Linked DNA regions of Mus musculus: region 1 is linked to region 2. A link is a contact called in public Hi-C data. All regions are on one chromosome and are shown on one strand. Each heading gives the region's core, a stretch centred on a gene start, on an enhancer-like site or on the middle of the called end of the contact. The rest is flanking DNA. Distances are from core to core; before and after follow the strand shown. Region 1 holds the start of Il17ra (interleukin 17 receptor A). Region 2 holds the start of Adipor2 (adiponectin receptor 2).

The links. Hi-C and Micro-C count contacts between places; a contact is called where the count stands out from the background.
Region 1: a contact with region 2 is called in a Hi-C map of CD4 T cells, with 3 times the contacts expected there. The contact joins the promoter of Il17ra here to the promoter of Adipor2 in region 2. A contact is called at or near these places in 1 of 484 Hi-C or Micro-C datasets (CD4 T cells) and 1 of 115 datasets of contacts at active chromatin or transcription factors (pancreatic cancer cells).

What each region holds. Positions count from the first base shown.
Region 1 is chr6:120,461,787-120,465,757 of GRCm38.p6, reverse strand. Il17ra (interleukin 17 receptor A) reads right to left here and starts at 2,561. Exons shown (of 13, transcript NM_008359.2): 1 at 2,292-2,561. The coding sequence starts at 2,429.
Region 2 is chr6:119,387,349-119,391,168 of GRCm38.p6, reverse strand. It overlaps Adipor2 (adiponectin receptor 2), which reads left to right and starts at 2,435. Exons shown (of 8, transcript NM_001355692.1): 1 at 2,435-2,687.

The DNA of each region.
Region 1 (3,971 bases), core at 1,312-3,811, 1.1 Mb before region 2:
TGTGTATGTGGGGGTGGGGGGGCAGTGTTTCTCCTCTGTGCAGTTCTGGGAATGGAACTCAGAGACCACTGAGCCACACCCACAGCTCTAGCGTCTTTTAAAAAGGACTTCAAAGCCAACAGAAATGGAAGCCGTCGGCCTGTGGAGCCCAGTTGTCTGTGAGGCAATAGAGGAGAAGACAGAAGGGAGGCTGCAGAGAAATGTAGCCGCCAGCAGCTTCCCAAGTAAAGGAGGCTGGAAAGATGAAAGGCTCAGCAGTGAAGAGCACTTGTCCTACAGAGAGACCCAGCACCCATATGGTGGCTCACAACCTCCTGTAATTCTAGTTCCAGAAGATCCATGTCCTCTTAATTCCATGAACACCAGGCATACATGTGGCGCACTTACATATATGAAGGCAAAACACACATAAAACAAACAAACAAGCAAAAAAGCCCAAAAAACCAAAAACCAAAATCTAAGTTAAAAATAAAAACTGTGACTGGGTCATGGTACTTGGGAGGCAGAGGCAGGTGGAGTTTGAGGCCAGCCTAGTCTAGAGTGAGATCCAGGACAGCCAGGGCCACACAGAGAAACCCTGTCTGGAAAACAAAACAAAAACAAACAAACAAAAACTCAAAATAAATAAATAAAAACTAAAACTAAACTAAAACTCAACTCAAAATAAATAAATAAAAACTAAAAAAACTAAGACCCCCAAGATTTATGGCAGGGACTGTAGCTGAGGGTCTGGGTGAACTTCCACAGACCTCACAGCCTAAAATTTTGGCTCAGCTCCCACCCATCTCTCTCTGCTGTTCCACAGATGCCCCCATCTTCCACTTGACCCTGCTTGTTTCAGGTACCGTTCCACCAGTGAGATTTTTGAACGCTTTAAGCGAAATGTTTCTGAGGCTCCTGGTTTGGAACAGAACTGCTCAAATGTCTTTTCAGTGAGAAACAGCCCAGCTGGGGGTCATTTTCTCCTCCCTGGATTCTGCACACACCGATTGTGCAAAGCACTCTTGCAAGACGTTCCTACATCCAAGACAACTTCATCCTGGACACTGCAGTCCCAGGAATCATCTTTCTCTACTTTCAGTTTACTTGTATCGTGAGGCCCTTGGCAAAGGACTAGCCAGACACAAACAGCAATCCTCTATGTTTTGACACTTTGGCCCTGTCTGAAGATGTCACTCTGACTTTCCCAGTACGGGGAGCACTATGACATTTCCCAGCAGCCCTCAGACTTTTTTAAAAAACACAGTTTTTCCAGTAAAAATAGTCACCCTCTCCCCACCCTCTTTTGGTAAATCTACAAAATTAGATAAGAACTATCCTTTTGTTTCATATCCTCCGACTCAGCGACTGGACACAGTTCCTGGGGTCAGCTGTGGAAGTGGAGGGGAAGGGGCTGGAAAAACCAGTGGAGGAAGAGAAGGCTTGAAGGGAGACAGGGAGGAAAGTTTATGCGTGGAACAGACACTAGGTTTTGCACAGGTTCGCTGTTTTTTTGTTATGCTTTGTTTTGACAGTAAGTAAGGTTCAACCGCCAGGGGTGTGTCAGTTTCCTAAGAGCGCAGCGGGGCGTGGGGGTGGGGTGGTCCTCCCTGGCAGTAACAAACTGGCAGACTTCCACACATGTTAACTCAATTTTGGCAGGCTCGGTTCTGGGACACACGTGGTGGTGAAAAAAAGATGGGATGGACGGCATCTTTCAACCCACATCCTGTTTGATTCCCCTGGGCACTGGGCTCGCCCGCACTACCCAACCTGTGGGGACCCCCGAGGCCAGGCTGGGGCACCTGAGCATGGGAGAGCTGGAGGATTGACTGCTCAGGAAGCAAGGAGTTAGGGGCCAGTCCAGATTATTTCAGCTCCTGCCAAGGTTAGGTCCATGTCCATCCCGAGCTGCCAGCCTCTGGTGCCTCCATCTTCCAATTCCGAGGCCCAGACGGAATTGTCACCCCGCCTCGCGCTACCAGTGACTCCGCCGCCCGCGTAGTTTCCCTAGAACTCCCCCTCACCGCGACTCCACTCCCGGAGTCGCTGCCAGCGCGCCTCCACGCTGCGCCCATGCCCGGGACCGTCCTCCGAGCCCCTAGGGCGGACTTTCAGCCTCCCCGGGCCCGCCAGAGCCTGGGCCGTCCGCCCCTTCGCACTCGCGACGGCTCTCAGCACCTTTGACAGCCCTCCGCACTCCCGACGGCCCTCCCGACGCCCGCCCCTCTGACACCTCTTCACCACCCTCCGCCGTCCTCTCCACCACCCCCGACGGCCCGGGCATCCCCGCTCCGCCCGGCTTCTCTCACCTCCTGCGCGCAGACCGGAGCCGGGAAGTCGAGGAGGCGCGGGGAGGCGCGGCCCGGGGCCAGAACGTTCAGCAGCAGAAGCAGCCATCCCAGCGCGGGCCCGGGGACGACCCGTGGCCAGCAGCGCCGAATCGCCATAGCCCTCGGCCCGGTCGCGGAGCGCTCGCAGCTGGCTCCGCGCGACAGCGAGGGCCCGCGATGGCTTTCCCGGCCGAGGACTGGCGCTCGTCGGCTTCACACGGCCTCCTCTGTCCCGCTTCCGGCTCCCCCGAGGGCGGGCCGCTCGGGGCGGGGCTTGGGTGGGGGCTGTCCTTCCTCTGGCCCCGCCTCCGCCTTGGCCCAGGTGTGCTCCTGGCCTCTTTGGCTCTCCTTGGATGTTGCTCAGCTAAGTAAGATAGGAGCCCAGGAACCCGTTTTAAGGAGCCGAGCCCCGCTGTCAACTTGCTGTGGAGCTATGACTGTCCTCGCCATCGTACCCTCCCGGTTTACACTGATCTGTTTCATCATTTTAGTCTAATTTCCGACTCGGGACTCCAAGGAGTTTGTTTGCTCAATCTCCCTTTCAGTTTTTATGGAGAAACAAGCCCATCGCATCGTCGTAATGCTTATTTCTCGTTTTTGTTTTTTTTGTTTTTTCTACAAAGTTCTAGTTTTTGATGGCCAGATCATGTAGCTTAAGTCTCATATAGCAAGTCCATGAAACTATATTTTTTCCCTTTCAGCGTTGAATCATACATTTGCACACTCAAAAACAAAACAAAACAAAACAAAACAAAAACCCAACAAAACAAAACAAAACCCTGGACAGTGAATTAGTCACCTCATGGCTGGACTAAAGCAAACACGGCATTCTGTAACAGAGATGTGTGTGTGTGGGGGGGGGGGGGTAGCATTGCTAAGTATGAAGGGTTAAAAGTGGATCAGAGGAGGGAAACGGAGACAGCCTGTGTAGACAGCCAGCTCTTTCAAGGAGCCTCACTGTGGCCTCGCCGAGTGCAGTTTGGCTGGGTAAGGTACACAGCATAGGAAGGTTTGAGGCCAGGCTGAGGGCAGAGGCGTGGAAGGATGGGGGACTGAGCAGTACAACGGACAGAGTCTCTGACAAGGCCTGGGGATGCCCTCTAGAACCCCCTGGAGAGAAAAAAAAAATTCAAAGAAGCCACTAGGAATTCAAATTTCTCCAAGACTAACACTTCTTGTAATGAAAATATGTGCTCATGGTTGCACCGCTGCTAAAAACTGCATTCTGGGTATCAACCGCAACATCTAAGAATGTGAGGCCACGATCTGACCACCTGGAGTAAGGCACAGGACCCCTTAACGTTGGGAATAAAACCAAGCGCGACTCTCACTGGATGCGCTTATGCGCTCAGTAAGACACGGCTGTACACCGTTTTGCAGAAGGAAACTTTTGTCTTACTGAAACCCTTTGGCTATTTTCTCAGACCCAACAAGGGGCTCTCTCTTTATTACCAAGGTTCTTGGGAGCTGATTCCCATCTCGGGAGGTGTAGTCGCCAGCGGCCACGGAGAACTGGGTTCCCGAAAGGAAAGCTGGGGTTGGATAGGAATGATGACTAGAGAAGAATGAGACCAAGACAAAGATTCTGATCAAGGCCCAATGTTTAATCCTTGAAATTTAAAGGGGGGGCCCCATCCCCCACTATGCCAGGATCTCGTG
Region 2 (3,820 bases), core at 1,186-3,685:
CTACCATTTGCTTATGGCTTTAGAATTTTAGATACATCTTCCATTTTCATTGGCTATTGACTTGACTTTTACAAAGGTGGCTAAGTTCGCTCTAGGAGCAAGTTCATTGTCATTATGTCAGCAACCTGTCAACATGTCATTGAAGCCTCAGCTGGATTATGAATATTACTCAATATAATGTCTTCCTGTCATCAAGTTTCAGAGATGACTTTATTAAACTGGCTATACCACAGGGCAGAGTTGGTCACAGTGACTGGTATGCGGTAGGGTAGAAGGAAATGTCGTTTGTTGCTGTAGAAGATGCAGGACTTCCCCTCTGTGGAAAACTGTAACACCTTAAGAATGGAGACACTGGGCATGTGTGCTGGCTGGCTCAGCATGGAAAGGGGAGGCTCTGACTGATGCTCTGACTTCAACTCTCAGACCCGCATAATGGAAAGAGAGAATAGATTCCACAAAGCTATCCTCTACCATGGCAGAGATGTAGGAGGAGGCTTGCCTAAGCATCTACAGGGCCCTAAATTCAGTCTCTAGTGCTGCAAAAACAAATACTCAACACCAGAAGGGAGATTTTGATTTTGAAGATTCATAGCTGATATGGGGAGATACTGAACATTGCTGAGTTCTCTGTGATGTGTGAATAGCCAATCAAGAGACAACCTGTACAAATCAACAAGGGCATAGCCAGGGAAAGAGATCTGGAAAAAACAAATCTGCTTTGAAACATTTGGTGATGCCATTTAGGTAAGGATAAGGGTGAAGCCAGTTGGGCAGTGGGACTCAGGAATGTCCCTTTGAGGGTAGGGAGAGTGGCAAAGATCCTCATTAGCTGAGAAGGTGTGGGTGGGCATTTTGAGGAAATAAGGTGGTTTGTTTCATCATTATAGAAGCATCAGAAATTGCATGTAGTGATTGACAGTGAGATCAGTTCAAGAGGCCAAGCTGAGAGGTAGGAGGGGAAATGGCGGGCTCTCTTAAAAACCCTGTTCCTGGAGACAGAAGCTTTGATCAAAGAAGCATCCTTAAAAGAAAGCTCTGCAGGAAAGATTTGAGAGGGGGTTTTGTTTTCCTTTGTTGAAGCAGGGTCTCATTTTAGCCCTGGCTGACCTGGAACTCATCTTGTGGCCCACGTTGGCCATGAACTCACTGCAGCCGTCCTATACCAGTTCCCACGTGCTAGGAATTAAGGTGTGAGCCCCCATACCTGGTAAGATAATGGTCTATCTTAAGTCTGTCTTCCTTAGGGGATACCTTATATTCAGCCTGAAAAAAAAACTTCTCTTTTTGCCCTATTTATTATGGATCCTTCCCCCCGCACCCCCCCCCCCCTTAAGTTATTGATGGAATCGAGGCTTTTGGAGTGGCTATAGCTTTACCACTGAGCTATATTTCCAGCCTTGGGCCACATTTATAATTCCCAAATGCCTGCATTTGTTTTCTGATGGGAAAGGTACAATTGTCTTTCTCAGTCTTAGTAGCCAAGTCTTTGTCTTTCTCTCTCTCTCCCTTTCTTTCTTTCGTTTCTTTTTTTCTGAGACATGGTTTTACACTCTGTATAGCCAAGGCTGGCCTGGCTCGCGATGTACACCAGGCTGATCTGGTACATGCAAGATCCTCTTGTTTTAACCTCTCTAGTGCTTTTCCTCGTTGAAGAGTTTTCCATGTCTGCTTCCCTCCAATCGCTCAACATCACATTTTAGCTTCTTGGCTATGAGACCGATTGTGGTCTAAAGGCAAGAACAATAAGCTTCCTCCAAGGTCTAAACTAAAGCTTCCGAATTTACTTTGACGTGTATTAAGTTTTGAACTAAAGAGTGTGACAGATACAATCCTCTTACAACTGAACACGAAGAAACCATTTTTTTTTCCTCTGCACACCAGCTCCTATAGTTCCTTGTTCTGGTTCAATAGGAAAGCTCACTCGTAGCAAATCATTCCCTCTGGGTAAACAGACACAATGCTTAAGTCGTTTGCAATCGACCATTGAAAATAATTTTGAATATCTTCTAGAAGTGGTAGGGCATAAATCAATCATACGTTAGTACGGTAATAAAAACAAGCCCTACTGTTTGAGGAAGAGTTGACTAAACGCTTTCGGAATCCTGAAACCTTCATAAGACGACGCCTAGCATTATGTTGGCCGCTGACACAAACACACGCTCCATCCCGAGTCATTAAACCGTGGCGGCCCACTCCCTTCTCAGATCTCTTCAGAAATCGTCGAGGAAGCTGGGTGAGCGTTCCGAGGCACTCTGCCCGCACTGTTTACATTGTGGACCCGGCCGAACTACAACTCCCAAGATGCATCACGCTTCCAAAGCCTCCCGAGGGGAGGCTTCCGGTTTAGGCCAGCGCGGCTGCGCACGGGGTGTGGTCTTACTGGCTCGGCCCGCCTCGTGCGATGCGCGTCACGGCTACGCGCGGGCGCGGAGGCGGGGAGACGCGGCGGCGGCGGCGGCGGCGGTCGCGGCGGCGCGAGCACAGTCCCGACGCGGTACCGCGGTGGCGGCGGCGGCGGTGGCGGCTCCAGCGAGCGGCCCCCTCCCTCCGCGCCCCCCCTCTCCCTCCCCGAGGCGCTGCTTCCCGAGGCGCCCGAGCCGCGCGGTGAGACGGCCGCTAACTCGGGCGAAGGGCTGTGGCTCGAGCGCGGCTTCCCGGGCTCAGCAGATTGCCCGGGTCGGAAGGAGGTGAGGGCTGAGGGACAGGTGTCCCCGGCGCGGGCCGGGAGCGCGCGCCTGGCCGGCTCCGAGCGCGGCCGGAACTCTGACCTGCGGCCGCGCGCCTGGTGCGGGGCCCAAGCAGCGGCCGGGGGGGTGGGGTGGGGGGGGGGGCCGGGGCCGCGCTCCGTGCAGCTGCGGTCGCGGGCGCCCGCTGCCCTGTCCCCGCCGCGGGGCAGAGTCCGAAGCCCCTCGCTCCGTCTCTAGTCGATTTCGGAGCCGGTACCCCCGCGATGGCCGGAGACTGAAATCCTCCCGCCCCGACTTCTAGTTGGTGTCTTCTGCCACTTCTAGGGATTTCTCTGGCAGGCTTGCTTCGGATGGCTTGTGCTCAGCGCGACTTTTCCAACCACTGGGATGGGAAGGTTGCCCTCACCTTTCCTTAGGTGGCGCGTCAGGCTGTCACTGCGGGATAGTTCTTGGGCCCAGTTCTGAGCCCCTTTGGGTTTTTATTTGCCAGTGGTTAGCTTGTTAGAGAATTGCTGGAAACGGCTATAAAATAAGTTTTGATGAGTCCGAGGGAGCGCTAGACCAGACAGCTAATGAGTCTCTTCTTTTGTTTTTTTTGACCTTGATTTAAACATTTGTTTCTGGAGTTTGAAAACTTCACGAGAGCGTTGAGCAATGAATTTTTGATAAATGACATGACCACCTGGGATTTGGTAGGTACAATGCTTCATTGGTGGTTTTAGTATTTTAGTGGAAATGATCTTTTAGTTGCATTTATGTTTTACTCTGGTTGTCTCATTTAAAGAAAAAAAAACTTTAAAAAAATTAAAATTATCCAGTTTATTATGGTGTGTTTCTGTGTGACTCCTGTGTTCATGGCACACGTGTGGAGGTTAGAGAACAACTTGGTAAAAGTTGATCATCGTCTACGTTTATGTGGTTCCGGGTATCGAACTCAGGCGGCAAGGTCTTGAAAATTTGCCTGGCAAGCATACTCTTTAGCCATCTCACTTGATGGCCTGTAATTCTTGTGTTGCTGTGTTCATTGTGTTTCCCCAAAGCAGAATGCTTACCCCTGCTCCCCAAGGAGCAAGGTAAAAATACTGCAGTCTTTTAGGATTTTAAAATTTATTTGTTCATAAAACACTTCCCAA